Regions from separate parts of the Mus musculus genome. Here all the other regions are linked to region 3. A link is a contact called in public Hi-C data. All regions are on one chromosome and are shown on one strand. The core of a region is the stretch at or near the end of the contact, and the rest is flanking DNA. Distances in the headings are between cores, read along the strand shown. Region 1 overlaps Arl15 (ADP-ribosylation factor-like 15). Region 2 overlaps Arl15 (ADP-ribosylation factor-like 15). Region 3 has its middle 62 kb from the start of Gm41072.

Region 1 (2,877 bases), core at 187-2,686, 210 kb after region 3:
GCAAGGCAAGAAGCTCGGCCAACTATGCATAACTCTGCAGCTTACGGCTTCCTCAGGGGGTTGAGGGTCACAAGCTGGACCACGATCTGATTGCTGAGCCCTTTCTCTATAGTGCGTCTCCAAAGCAAATTTACAAAGTATACAAATCCATTAGAAGACAAACCAGAAGCCTCCTAAGGGTGGCTGTCCGTCTTTCTGTAGCGGCATCTAAGACCCAGGATGGCAAGTTCTATAATGGAAGTAGCCCTGGGCTACCTTTGCATCAGTCACTGTATTTCTTCAAGTCATTACCTAATCCAAGTCTTTATACCTTGTTCTTCTCTTCCCACATAAGAAACTACCCCCAACTCCAACCCAAACCAAACTCTGCAAAACATCTACTTAATAAGTTTGATGTATATAAACGTGCTCAGCTCCTTTCTAACCTGAAAATGCTTCCAGGCTGACATGTTACATGGCGTAGTGATCACAACTGTGTCCAAGGTTGGCTTTGGGAGTGTGTAGATCCCATGCACCTCCACACAGGATCCAACTTTTGAAAGGCACCCAGGCCAAGATGGGTTGTGTGCTAAGTAAGTACCCCGTGGTCACTAGCCTGGACTTTCTGTAGTTGGTAGTGATAAGAAGGCTGAAACCCACGGTCTTGCACATGTTCTCTATGAGCTCTGGGCAACCCCAGTCTTGACATTGTTAGTAATTTCATCTTTGACCCTGTGTTCTGCAAGTTCAGTCTGATGGAAAACAGGAGCCTAAACAGGGGATCATGGACAGAAAACATTTCTAATGGCATTTTAAAGCAGCTTCAGGGATGTGAATATTTCTATTTTGTGGTAGGACCTGTTAATTATGTAACAAGCACTACTAGTAATCCTCCTTCACAAATGGGCTTATGTGCTTGGCCACTGTCTTAGTCAGGGTTTCTATTCCTGCACAAACATCATGGCCAAGAGGCAAGTTGAGGAGGAAAGGGTTTATTCAGCTTACACTTCCACATTGCTGTTCATCACCAAAGGAAGTCAGGACTGGAACTCAAGCAGGTCAGGAAGCAGGAGCTGATGCAGAGGCCATGGAGGGATGTTTCTTACTGGCTTACTCAACTTGTTTTCTTATTGAACCCAAGACTACCAGCCCAGGGATGGCACCACCCACAAGGGACTCTCTCCACTTGATCACTAATTGAGAAAATGCCTTACAGCTGGATCTCATGGAGGCATTTCCTCAACTGAAGCTCCTTTCTCTGTGATAACTCCAGCCTGTGTCAAGTTGACACACAAAACCAGCCAGTGCAGGTACTAAACACACTTCTCCCTGTGTTAAATCCACCTTTGATGGGATTTTTCCTGTCTGTCTCAGGAGCACATGGAAGGCAGGGTAGGCAGAAGGCTCTCTATCTACATCAGTGAAACCAGCCCGCCACTCCAGTTAGGTTTCTGTGATGAAAGCTGCTACGCTTTCCCAGAACACTGTGAAAACCATCACACTCCTCTTGCTTTGGCAAGCAACAAAAATAATGACCTCTGCCTTATTTGCTTTCGAGAAGAAACACTTAGCATTTTAAAGCAATGAGAATCGGCTGAGGTATTAGCTTTGTATTTGAAGGGCTTTTATTTTCTTTGAACTTTTTGTTAAATCTGAGCATCAAAGCATGTTTTCAAAGTTTACCGTTCCAGCATCTTAGATTCCAAACAAGGCAACTAACTTTTCCTAAGGGCTGAATGCTGCTTCACGGCAATGATTAATCTGAGTCAACAAATGACTGAGGCAACACCCCCCAACTGCTTATCTCTTAGTGTGAGCAAAAGCAGCTAGCAGCCTCCGGTGGTCCAGAGTGCAGTAACTGAGCTCCAGTTTCCACCACAGATTCTGAGGGCTGCTTCACCTTCTATCATTGCTACATCCTCACACTGGTCCGTCAGAGGCTCCGTCTGAGGGTACAATTTATATCCTACCATGCAAGTTCACTATTGGCATCTGTACCCAAGATAATGCCACAAAGAGCCAAACAGCTATTAATCCCGTCTACCACATTTGCGGTTGTGCGTATGGACACTGCACAAAGGCATGGTGGGTAGAGTGCTGCACAAGCCCCATCACAGGAGTTCTATTGATAGAGATCATGGTGGAAGGAGAGGACTGGCTCTTGAAAGGTGTCCTTTGACTTCCACCATATGCACAGGTGCATGTGCATAGACACACACACAAACTCTAACACACTTACTGAAGACACAGATATACACCCAAACAATAAAATAAAAAAGTCATTTTTTTATGAAGAAATGAATTGAATGAATGTCTCTCTCATAGGACTACAGGTTCAACAATTTTCCCCATTTGGTGACTATAAGGTAAAGAACTCAGAAATGTGTCCTGGGCTACTAGGAGAGATGGGAGACCCAGGGCACTCAGGAGACAGTGAAGGTCAATGTAATAGTAATGATAACCTCTTTCCATTCAGCTGTCCTCTCTCTTTGTGGAGGAACATGAAACTAACGGCAGCGGCTGAGGGAAGGAAAGGCTTTGAGCTACAAAGGTTAACTGTTCAGCGTTCAGGACTGGGAAGCTGAACAATGCAAATGGGGTGTGGGGAGATGTCAGAAAGGTTGTGAGAGCCTCAGCTGCAACTTTTTCCACTAGCTTCAAAGAAGTTGTTGATGTTTAACATTAGCGGTACTAACCTAAGAAAGCCCGAATGGACGATGTTGAGATATTTTAGGCAGAGTAATCAAGACACGGAGAGCATACTCTATTCACACTGACTAAGCTTAGCATGCTGCCAAAAAAATAGGATTTGGAACAAATTTTGGACAAAAACTACTCATCTGTTTTGCAAGAAGGAATCAGAAGCACATAGGCGTAATCAGAATTTTAAACTCGCCG
Region 2 (3,065 bases), core at 364-2,863, 190 kb after region 3:
AAAGGCCACACCTTTCTGTCAAGAAGGCTTACCTACTACCACACCGAAGAGTCAGTGTCCCGGACTTAGACTGTGTGTGATCATATATGCAGGAAAGAAGCAGACTGCTTTATTCCACCATTCCTCACAGACCAGGAGTTGAGCACTCTTCTTGTCCTATGTCCTGGGCTAAGGTAGCAGAAATAGAACACAGGAGGAGGGCAGGGGCAGGTCACAGAGGGAGGGCCGCTCGCGCTGTGCCAAAAAATGTGAACTTTTATACTTTGGGACATGAGGAGCCACTGCACAATTTGAAGAAGGCAACTGCTAAGAGCAGGTTTCCAGTAGGAGGGGGAAAAAGGCTTGGGAAAATGTGGCGGCAACAAGGCTAGCTGGGCAGTCCAAGGCAGCAGACAGGATGACTGGTCCAAGACATTGCTTGATGCATGGAAGTGCCATTGCCAATGGAACTGGACAAATGGGACAAAAGCAAGAACAGCAACAATAACACAGCCACTCAAGACTCTTCTGGTGTTGGGCTGCAGGCGAGGATGGTGGTCCAGCAACATTGGTATTCAGAAAGAAAGCCATGCATACAGGAAAGAGGATGCCAGGTGAAGCAACAGCATGAAAGTGTTACTTATTGCCAGAGCTCTTAGGTCAATTGTTTAGATGGATGATGAACTCAAAGAAGATGATGGACTCTAACAGAAATTAACTTCACACTTTAAAAGTCTCTCCTGGAGCCTTTGGGTCCCATGGTGGCTGGAGAGGGGTGTAAAAAAGATACTTTGTATCTTTCATCTTTAGTGGTCTAAATACTTTGTAAACATGTCCACATGGAGGAAATGAGTAAAGAGAGCATCCGCCTGCCCATGGTAGTAAATACATCTTTTATTATATATGCAACAAATCAAAATTTTATTATTGATAGATTAACAAAATAAATACTGATAAATTCATTATATAAGCACCTGAACCAAAACCAACTACTGCTTCGTTTGTATTATTAATTCAGTTTAGCTGTCTCCTACACGTAGTGGTTTGCCCTATTTAGAGATGATAGGCACCAATAGCTTCATCTGTAAGGTTAATTATTGCTTAACTGGAAAACATTCCCATCAACTCTGTGTCATGAATACCCCGTCTCAGTTTTTATGGAATTATAGATCAATATAATCTCAGAACCTAAGTCCACAGAACTTTGCCAAAATAAACTAACCTGATTGATTGACCCCAATGATAGAGGAGATCATATTTTGGAAGATGCTATCATAAAATATAAGAATTTCAGACCCAGGCTCTTTGATGATGAAATTAGAGACGAAAACGCCTTATCGAGTCACTGGAAGGAAGGCCTGAGAACAATGAATTCCAGCCAGGAGAATCAGGTTCTATGCCCTGCTTCCATCCGTGCCCAGTGTGACCTTGGGCAGGGCCCCCTCACTCCCCACCCTCCCTTTGCTCATTTTCTTCCTCTGTCTCCACGTGGACTTTTAAGAAGTATTTATACTCTTAAGATGAAAGATACAAAGTATGCCACTTAAGTGGAATGTCTGAGTCACTCTACTCAGAATAGGCGGACCGAGCCACCGACCATCCAGAGCACTGACTATCTTTATCTGGGGGGTGGGGGTGGGGGGGTGCTGTTTCCCAGACTCTATGTCAACAAAGGGACCGGGTCACCTGGGCTACCTGTTTCCCAACACTTCAGTGTAAAAAAGGAAAGTGGCAAAAGAAACTTGGGGTGGGGTGGAGTGGGGGTGGTGATAGTGTTGTGACTGAATCCTACAAGTGATCTATATCTCCAGTGAGCATGTCTAAGGCTCAGAGTTTATTACAAATTCAGGAAGGCTTGCAGGTGAATTTGCATTTTTTTTTTTTTAAAAAGAAAAATCACACGGCAGTCATATATTTTCACGTATATTTAAGGTTCTGGGATCTGTATGTGTGAGACGATACCTCAGCCAAGACAGCTATTAGGTTTGCAATGAGAACATGAGTCTTAATGCCCCGGCTGAGGGTGGAAGGCTGACTGGTCAGCAGATGGTCCTGCCTTAGCTGAAACTGTTTTTGCTCCCCCCTTGACCCCCTAATTCACTTGTCACAGCAACTGAACGAAAACTCTGAGGCAAGAAGAATGTTAAAGTCCAGGATTCTTTGAACATTTCAAACATGCTAATTCTATATAGAGAAAGCCCCCCCCCCCATATAGAAAGCTATGAAATTCCCGTCCACAACCACCCAAGATCTAGCTCCTTGCCCAGAAAGGGGATAAGAAAGTGTCTTTATAACAATGTGTCTAAACTCGCCTAAGTGAAGTGTTTTGTAAAACACAAGGTGCTGTCCAAGTAGCAAGTGGTTTAGATTTGTAGGGGTGGAATACTAATTCCCAGAACCACCCAGGCATGGCCACATTAAGGTTCGTCTAGCGCGTGAGTCAGGAGACTGAATTTTACTGTGGGGCTCTTGCCATTTCTTGAGCACTGCTTGTTCTAAGTCAGGTTTTCAGAATAGCACATCTAGAGGTGGGCGACACTGATGTCAACACGAGAAGAAAACATCCTCCGTTACTAACTCTGCCTTTTGCAGCTGATCATTTCCTCCAGCCTCTGCAAGCGTTCCTGCTCCTAGCCTGTACCTCCTTCAATGTCTGTCTTTAGCAGGGACCTACTTGGTCCTGATGCAGCACTGGGGAGAGGGGGGAGTCCTGGGGTGGCCTGATTCTGACACTTCCCTTCACCATGATACCAACAGCGCTTCCTATGGGAAGGATAAGCGCTCAAAATCCACAGAAGTCTCCCGAGAAAGAGAATCCTTCAGAACCTATCTGGCAACTTCGCTTCTTTGGCACAATTTAAAGTACCGATCCTTGCTTCTTTCAACTGTTGTTTTGACTTAACAGTTTATTTCTTTGGACTCAATTGGTTTTACTGCCCGAAATCTGGATTAAAAGAAACAATACCTAAATGGCTGTAGTGTGTGTGTGTGTGTGTGTGTGTGTGTGTGTGTGTTGGGGGGTGGGGGTGGGGGCAAGGAAGGGAGATGTGTAAATGGCCAGAGATGGATGGCAGGGGGTCCCCTAG
Region 3 (2,964 bases), core at 78-2,577:
CTGTAATGGAATAATGTGTCCTTCCTTCCCAGAAACAACTTCTCTGGTGCAGATGCTGGGGACACTTGAAGAGAGCAGCATGGTGCTAGTCTGACCTCAGAATTAGGACTCCAAAAAGCATAGCGTTTACCTTGTTCTTTGTTGTTGCTGTTGTTTTTGTTTTGTTGTTGTTGTTGTTGTTGTTATTGTTGTTCCAAATACTGGCCAAAAGCAGAGCATGCTTTCCCTGGCCTTCTGGGCATCTGCCATTTCTTTGAAGGCTTTTTGTCATGTGGCTGCCTGCAGACCTCTATTGCAAACTGCATGGCTTTCTCTCTCCCCCACTCTCTCTTCTCCTGGCAGCTGTGAAGTCTACAGCCTGCCTGTCCTGTTGTTTTTCTTTTAAACGCTAATAAAATTGTCCCTGACCTTCCTTTCAGGTTCATTTTTAAATTATTTTATTACTGAGATTAAGAGGCCCAAAAGAGAAGCTAAGGGACATAGGCATCTTTAGAGAGAATTGACAAAAGAAAGGTAGAAACCTAGTCTAAAGAAGAAATAACCGAGGTCCGTGGAGAGAATGAGCACACACTAAGCCCAGAATACTCCAGGCAAACGCAAATAAGGTTTTCATGGAGACACAGTGTAAATACATTGTCAGAAATCAATGACAAAGACTTTTGAAAACAGCCAGAAGAAAATGAGTCCCTTCTTGTAAGGGAAATCCCCCAAAGACTGCAAGCAGATTTCTCACCAGAAACCACTTAGGTCAGGATGGTATAGGCAAACTTGCTGAAAGGAAAGGCAAGTCTGCCAACCCAAAATCCTTCACAACAAAGCTGGCCCTGAATCCTGATACGGCTGACAGAAAAGGCTTTCCCCAAGCGAATAACAGAAAAGAGATTCCGTCCCAAGATCTGCCTTATAGCAAGCTGTTGTAGCAACAGATAGTTAATGATCAACATAAAACAAAGACAAAACTCGCCGGCAAGAGTTGACATCCACGCAAATTCAGAATGTTCTAACCCTCACTGGGACCAGGACGTTGCTCCAGCCTCCCTTTCACCTCCCTTCCTGGTAATGTCTCTTGAAAGAATTCAGATGAGGTATGCAGCACAATGCAGAAACTAGGCGGGGTTTATTACAAGATATAGTGGACTGAGTGGGCGACGGCCAAAAGCAGCTACGTGTTTAGGTAGGCTTTGTTTCTAAATCTTGGAACAGACATTATTCCTGTGGGACGTTTTATGTCTAGGTGACTGACAGTCCCATGTGGGTCGACTCTTAAGGGAGAAGTTATGGTATGTAAGGCCTCCTGCCTGATAGTAAACGTTGACCTTCCAGCCAGTTCAGAAGGCCGAGTCTCTACCCAGGGCTGGGTTCATGGCTCAGATCCCATTCTTTTGATGAGTAACATGTAACAGATTAGTAGATTAGAAAGAATTACAGCAAAACCCCAAAATGAATCTAAAAAGAAGGAAAGAAAGAAAGAAAAGAAAAGTCTGGGAGGAAGAGCTGTCCCTTGGCTCCAGCGATGCTGTCCCTCAGCTCCAGGGACTTCCTCCTTCTGACTTCTTGTCTCATCTATAGCTGTGCTGTCACGAAGGGCAGCTGCAATGCGTTCACCTCTTTCACAAGGCATTTGAACCTATAAGGAAGAGCTATTGGGATGGCTCCCACTGCCTTTACCTGCTACCAAATTAAGAGTGTTAATGAGCAAGCGCATAGGGAGTGGGCCTGAGGTCATTTTCAAGTCAAAGACAGAGCAAGCCTCTAGAGGTCAGATTTGAAGGACAATAGTGAATCTGACATCTTCCACACATCTCCCCCATGAAAACCTTGAGACCCTTCCCTTTTGGAAAACGGGGAACTTTGCTTTGAGATGGCCTTTGTTCTGTTTTCCTGATGTAAAGCTCTCTCCTCATCTAATTCCTGTCTTCTAATTTGCTTTGGGAGCGGTGACAGGTAATATAGGGCCACCAAGTCCTATATTACAAGGAACAAGTGGAATCCTCCTGCCTCTGCTCTTGTGTCTACAAGCTGGTGATTACAAGGAGGGAATCCATCTTCACTGGCCTTCAAAAATCTGCTGGTATCTAGATATCTAGCAAAAGTTACCAAAAATAACTACAGATGCAGTATTTTAAACGCACTATTAAAAAGTGTAAATTCTGATGTCACAAACATGGCTGAAATGTTGAAGTTGATATCATATTAAAATTGACTGTTACAAGCATTTAAGGCACGGAGAGGAATACATACTGTGTGTGTGTGTGTGTGTGTGTGTGTGTGTGTGTGTGTATTATATATAATTTTTTTCTTTTTCTTTCTTTTTTTTTTTTTTTTTTTTTTTTTTTTGAGACAGAGTTTCTCTGTGTAGCCCTGGCTGTCCTGGAACTCACTCTGTAGACCAGGCTGGCCTCAAACTCAGAAATCTCCTGCCTCTGCCTCTGCCTCCCACGTGCTGGGACTAAAGGCGTGCACCACCACTGCCCGTATATATAATGTTTTATTTAAGTCTTATGATATAATAGAAAAGCTTGGGGTACATTCAGAAAATATAATGGAATAAAAACCTGTCGTTACAAAAAGAAAAAAAATCAAGCCAACACAGAGAAATAAAGAGTCAAAGGAGTACATAAGAGTCAGAAAACCACGAACGGCACACATAGCTCTTTCCGATCTCTAATTCCCTTAAACGGACTTGGCTAAATTCTTTCATCAAAAGGCAGAGTGGGTATACTGGCTAGTTTTGTGTCAACTTGACACAGCTGTAGTTATCACAGAGAAAGGAGCTTCAGTTGAAAAAATGCCTCCATGAGATCCAACTGTAAGGCATTTTCTCAATTAGTGATCAAGGGGGAAAGGCCCCTTGTGGGTGGTGCCATCTCTGGGCTGGTAGTCTTGGGTTCTATAAGAGAGCAGGCTGAGTAAGCCAGGAGAGGCAGGCTAGTAAAGAACATCCCTCCATGGCCTCTGCATCAG

Evidence for each region. Hi-C and Micro-C count contacts between places; a contact is called where the count stands out from the background.
Region 1: a contact with region 3 is called in a Hi-C map of liver, with 3 times the contacts expected there. The contact joins two enhancer-like sites. A contact is called at or near these places in 6 of 484 Hi-C or Micro-C datasets (cerebral cortex, liver, myocytes and 1 more) and 2 of 115 datasets of contacts at active chromatin or transcription factors (both in embryonic stem cells).
Region 2: a contact with region 3 is called in a Hi-C map of liver, with 2.1 times the contacts expected there. The contact joins two enhancer-like sites. A contact is called at or near these places in 11 of 484 Hi-C or Micro-C datasets (cerebral cortex, cumulus cells, embryonic stem cells and 4 more) and 3 of 115 datasets of contacts at active chromatin or transcription factors (embryonic stem cells and liver).

Annotation. Positions count from the first base shown.
Region 1 is chr13:114,064,095-114,066,971 of GRCm38.p6, reverse strand. All of the region lies in intron 4 of Arl15 (ADP-ribosylation factor-like 15), which reads right to left. Among named protein-coding and RNA genes, the nearest start is that of A430090L17Rik, 86 kb to the left of the region's middle. Within about 2 kb of position 1,436, at least 10 of the 459 cell types and tissues checked have an H3K27ac peak or open chromatin away from gene starts, as enhancers often do. A contact at or near this core is called in liver, where this site is marked.
Region 2 is chr13:114,085,054-114,088,118 of GRCm38.p6, reverse strand. All of the region lies in intron 4 of Arl15 (ADP-ribosylation factor-like 15), which reads right to left. Among named protein-coding and RNA genes, the nearest start is that of A430090L17Rik, 65 kb to the left of the region's middle. Within about 2 kb of position 1,613, at least 21 of the 459 cell types and tissues checked have an H3K27ac peak or open chromatin away from gene starts, as enhancers often do. A contact at or near this core is called in liver, where this site is marked.
Region 3 is chr13:114,269,959-114,272,922 of GRCm38.p6, reverse strand. No RefSeq gene overlaps it. Among named protein-coding and RNA genes, the nearest start is that of Gm41072, 62 kb to the right of the region's middle. Within about 2 kb of position 1,327, at least 14 of the 459 cell types and tissues checked have an H3K27ac peak or open chromatin away from gene starts, as enhancers often do. A contact at or near this core is called in liver, where this site is marked.